Regions from separate parts of the Arachis hypogaea genome. Here region 1 is linked to region 2. A link is a contact called in public Hi-C data. All regions are on one chromosome and are shown on one strand. Each heading gives the region's core, a stretch centred on a gene start, on an enhancer-like site or on the middle of the called end of the contact. The rest is flanking DNA. Distances are from core to core; before and after follow the strand shown.

Region 1 (2,921 bases), core at 67-2,566, 470 kb after region 2:
AACGAAAATAATTCTCAACTCCTACTTTAAGGACCAAAATCGTACTTAACTCTATAAAAAATGATATTCCAAAAGCACTCTATTGAAATTATTCTTATTAATAAAAAAAGAATAAATTTATTACTCCCACGTTTTAGTTATCCACCATTAATTAAATTTACAGAAAAACACATATATGATATATTTATTAGTTTTAGTTATCCTTATTATTTTCTACAAAATTTGGTGATGTTACAATACTATTGATTGGAGTTTTAAAACTCCATGAATTTTAAAACTAAATATTTTTAAAATGAAAATACTCTATTAATATAAATATTTTTAAAAAGTATTATTTTAATATTACTAATTTTTATTATTACTTAATAAATTTTTTAATAGAAAAATCGTATTATCTTAAAATAAAAAGATTGAAGATTGAAGTGCTCATTTTTTTTGGAAAGAGCGCCTTGTCCTTTATAAAAATGGACAAAAACGGTGTTGGGTATTTATTTATTTTTTTTGTTATTGTATATGAATCTGATTGCTTTCTCTTTTATGTGAGCTTTATTGTATATTAATCATTTAATCTTCTTGAATTGTATATTAATATGTAATTAAGGGTGTTCAAATCTAAACTAATTTAAATTAAACCGCTCATCCAATCCAATTCAAACTGAAAACCAATTAAAACCGCACTAATTCGGATTTGATTGGATTCTATTTTTTGCAAACAGTTGGATCGGATTGGATTTCAGATCTTCTTTTTATAACTGATCCAAATCAATCCAATCGCACAATGAACTATAATATTATTATTTTATTATTATATTTACAATTATACTTATAACATGTTTAATTTGTTATACATTTTTATATTATTCATATATTATTATTATTTAATAAATCTTTTATGTTCAAAATGTGATTTATTTATTTTTTTAACTAACTTATAATTTTATTTCTATTGTTATGTTATCGGTGACTTTTTAAAATATTATTAAAACTTGTTATGTCATTGTTAATTATTTAAAATATAATATTGAGACTTGTTATATGTATTTAACTTTTTTAATTTACAAAATCACAAATCCAATCCAATTCAAATAATTTGAAATTGGATCGGATTGGATAAATTTTTGATTCAAAATCGATCCAAACCACACTTCGAACACCCTTATTTGTAATTGGTAATTTCTATCAATTGGATTTTTGACTATTTAAGTATTTAACTTTTGATTAATGTTTTAAAAATTGAACCGAATTGACTAATTTGACCGAGTTAACCGGTCACTTAGCCGGTTCAATTAAAGTATAAAACTGCAAAAAATTGAAACTGGGTAAATCATGGTTAATCAGTGAACCGTCAGAACCAGCCGGATTTTTTCGTGGTTTCCGCTTCGGTGCATCAATGAAAAACGACGCTGTGTTGCAATCAGAAGGAAGAAGAACGAAGAAATACCCCACTTCCTTTCTCTCACTCTCTGAAACCTAACCCTAAGCCCAGCCAGCCACCATCACCGTCCCTCATCGCCAAATTCTTCTCCTCTGGTACAGGGTGCTCCCCGCCGGTGGGGACAAAACGTGGGTGCCGTCACACTCTTGTTGTCGCAGAACTCTTCTCATCGGATCGCCGAACTCTTCTTAGTTCTCATCGCTCCTCTTCTCGTTGCCGTCGCACGAAGGACGCGTTGATCCGGTGGCGTCGCCGTACCAAAGGTTGATCGGTCGGTCGTCGTCTCTTCGAGCTCTCTCTCTGTCCGAGGCCAGCATCCCTCTTCGAGCTGTCTGTTACTCTCTGTCCGAGCTCACTTCCCTCGTCAGTTGCCGTCACTTCCCATTCCTCCGTGGCCGTCACTTGCCTTCCTCCTTGGCCGCCCGTAAGCACTGCTGATTCAATTTATTTTTGCTTGTTTTTGTACTTTTGTTTGGTTTTCTGATTTCTGGTTAATTTCTGCTTATTTTGAGTTACTGAATTTCTGAGTTTGTAAGCCTCCATCCCTCCACTGCTTATTCAGTTTCATTTTTGGGAGTTAATTGCTATTTTTCTGGATTTAATTATGTTGATTGTTGATTGTTGTTTTCCTGGGTTACTTGTTGTTTTCTGAGTTATTTTTCTTCCTTGTTCATTGTTATTAACAGGGCTGGGTTGTTGTTATTTTGTCCTGACTTCTGGGTTAATTATCGTTGATTATTGGTAATTTTCTGAGTTATTTTTGTGCTATTGTTCTAATTCTGAGTTAATTTATTAGTTGTTGGCTTGTTCGTGAGCAAAATTAGTTAAACTTAAAAACTTGTTTTTATTGTTGTTTCTTCTGGTGGCGGATAAGTGTTATCCTTTATGTGCTTCACTGCATTGTTAAGTTTTGTTATATTGATTCTGATTTCTGAGTCGTTGGTTACTGATTTTTCTGATTCTGACTTGTTGATGGTGCTTTGCTGGGAATGAGTGTGTCAATATGTAATTGAGATACTTGTGCTCTTCAATTGGATTCGGCTCTGATTGATGTTGAAAAAAGAATTTTCAGTTGAAATCCCGGATGAGAAAACTGATAAGCTTGTTTGCTCTGCCAATGTTGCAAATTACATAGCCTCATCTAAAGCTGACCAGAAAATTGTTGAAAGCCCTGAAATTTTACTGTGTTGTTTTCTTGGGGATGTGGCAATCTAAGTTATATGAACCTGTGTTAAGTTTGTTTAGTAGCATATATGACTTAATGTTAGTTTCCTTAATAGTGTACTTTATACGGGAATGCCTTAATTAGTCTGAAGAATACCAAATAATTGCTCTTAGCTAATATTGATCACTTGCTTTAGTTTACTTTGTGATGATTATGATTTGTGATGAGGAGCATATATGTGCATTTTGATTTTTTTAATTATAAACTTTGATGTTTGAAGTTGTTTGTAAACTTTTAATGGTAAATTATAAATAATTATGT
Region 2 (2,745 bases), core at 172-2,671:
AAATTTAGCAAGTTATATAAAAAAATAGATGAAAAAAATACATGAGAATAAGATTTAGTTATTTTTTAGAAATAAATTCAAATTATAGTGGGTGGTTATTGCCTTGGAGTGGGGGAAGTTACTCCAATGTTATATCTATCACCACAATGATAATAACTTAAGTAGCATGGAGAGCATATGACCTATTCTCTAAGTCGGGTCGAATACTGGATTATGAGACCCGTATTTGATTAAATTTACCCTTTAAACCCGGCCAAAGAGAATAGAGCTAGTCATTGTTGGGCCAAATTAGGAGGGAGCAGCCCATTTTTAAAGGAGGTGTTGCTAAATTGAGTTTGGGTTGGGTTTTCCTAATCTAAATATGAATAGTACTTATTTTATCTTTTGATTTATTTGTTTGTACTATTGAAAGGTATAAAAGTAGAAATAAAAGTAGTTAATTTAATAAAGAAAAAGAAAATCAATCGTTCATTATATTTGAAAAAAAATAATTTTAAAATTTAATTATTTCTTTAATGTTTAATTTTTTATGTAATTTAATTTTAGACATTTAATTTTCATAAAAAATATTAAAATAATTTTTCTTTTGGTAAAAGTATGAAATTATAACTCATAAAAATATATTTTTTTTGAGGAACACATAAAAATATTTTATTTATTAAAATATACACTTTTTTTTTTCAAAAAATGTGCACTGAATTTTTTTTTTTATAGTCCAACTCATAAAGGACTCATGCTTATAGGGTTGACACCATTTCATCCAAAACACATGCGAGATATGACCACTTCTGCTCTTGCACATGTAAAATGGGCTTATCACTCCTACACTAGCGAAATGTAACGCTATTTTGTCTCTGCACCAGCAAAATGGACAGGAGACACTTTTCAAGTAGCTTTAGGAATGGCAACATCACTTGAATTTGCGGGTATTTATTCCATCTCTATTTATATTCTAAAAGAAATGGGACTGGGTCAGATTTAAATAATATTTGTCATAGATATATAATATATATAATTTTAATATATAATATGTATAATATATATAAAATAATTAGTAAATAATTAATAATATTGTATTATATTTAAATTTTTACTTTAATTTATGTTATGCATATGATGATGGTTATATAAATTTTAAAATTTAATTTTATTTATTGGATTTTAATAATTATAAGGATATGTAGAGACAAAATGGATACCCACAGAGAGATTAGGGTTTAACGTTTTACTACCCACAAATAAAAATAAGACAAATTTTATGTAAATTTTTGTACGACAAAGTGAGATCGGATAAAGCAAAAATTCGTTCTTATCCGCCCGTTATAGCCCCTAACTAGCGTCCACATGTTTGAGCCTAATTATGGGTGTCGGCTACTGAATTGGGCCGCAGAAAATGCGGGCAAACTCCCATAAAATACACGAGGGGGACTTGGACCCTGTTGTTCACAAAAAAAAAATACACGAGAAATGAGCCCATCATAGAGAGGGTCAGCACATCAATCTTGTCTTTCCATGGTTTTCTTAAAAAGGAGTCTTGTAACCAATTTAGGTTGGTCAAGTGATTAGTTCACTTGTCCGCTTAAGCAAGTGTCGAGGGTTCGGATTCTACCTGCTGCATGCAGCAATTCATGGATTAGTCCTTGACCTGTCGAGTTGGGAGATACTTGTAAAACCAAAAAAAGGTCTTGTGTTAATATAATATGTTAATGAAATATTTATTTATTTATTTATTTTTTTACAAAAAGTGTTACTTCACTAAATAATAAGTAGCATAACATGTTTCGTTAGTATAATCTCTTTACCCTTCTTACTCAACTCCTTTTCACCAAAAAAATAAAAAATCTTAAATATAATTAATAGTTTGTTTATAATTATGTCAATATTTATATTTAAATTAATAGTAAAAAAATATTATATACATACTAAAAATATACTACTAAATTAATCACTATGTATTTGTGTATAAATACATATAGTATTTATTTAGATATTATTAAGTTGATAAAAAAATATATTTTTTCAATAAAAATATTTTTTGTTTTTTTTATATTTTTTAACGTGTTTAGTAAATTTTTAACAGTAAAAAAAATATTAGAAAAATAAAAAATATCTTTTTTGAGAAATTATAATTTACATATTTGTTTAGAGAAAAAAAAGATATTTTTCAATAATAAATAAATAAAAGTACTTTTATATTGTTATACCCAAATATAATTGATAGATAAAAAGATCTTCTTGCATGAGATATCCAAATATAAAATTACTTTTATTTTTCTATAACTTTTTTTTTAAAAAATAACTAAAAAAAGATCTTTTCTTAGAAACTCACCCAAATAAATATTTAAGTTATTTTCAATATATACTTTATATTTTAACATGTTAATTTTGTAGCTAAATTTTAATATATACTTGAGATAGTTGAATATTTAATTATGTGCTATTATAAAAAGTCTACTCATTCATATCTTTTTTTTATGGATTGAACTGGAGAATAATTGTTGTATCTTGTAATGATGAGAACTTCACTACAAGAAAAAAACTCTTCATGGCAATTGTTTTTAGCGGCAATAAAAATAGCTACTAATATTTTTATCGATAATTAGACATTAGCCGTATTATACTCTGTTGCTAAAATTTTTTTAAAGATAATTATAAGAATTGCCAATAAAAATCTTTTTATTGGCCACAAAAAAACTTAAAAGTTTTAGTAATCATTATTTTTGGCAATTTATATGACCACTAAAA

Evidence for each region. Hi-C and Micro-C count contacts between places; a contact is called where the count stands out from the background.
Region 1: a contact with region 2 is called in a Hi-C map of leaf, with 2.9 times the contacts expected there. The contact joins the promoter of LOC112715325 here to the enhancer-like site in region 2. A contact is called at or near these places in 4 of 8 Hi-C or Micro-C datasets (leaf and an unstated tissue).

Annotation. Positions count from the first base shown.
Region 1 is chr10:19,184,402-19,187,322 of arahy.Tifrunner.gnm2.J5K5, forward strand. It overlaps LOC112715325 (pentatricopeptide repeat-containing protein At4g33990), which reads left to right and starts at 1,317. Exons shown (of 6, transcript XM_029289613.2): 1 at 1,317-1,859.
Region 2 is chr10:18,712,165-18,714,909 of arahy.Tifrunner.gnm2.J5K5, forward strand. LOC112718204 (a long non-coding RNA gene) reads right to left here. Exons shown (of 5, transcript XR_003160687.3): 4 at 1,610-2,745; 5 at 1,138-1,436. Among protein-coding and RNA genes, the nearest start is that of LOC112718204, 3.5 kb to the right of the region's middle. Within about 2 kb of position 1,422, at least 3 of the 3 cell types and tissues checked have open chromatin away from gene starts, as enhancers often do.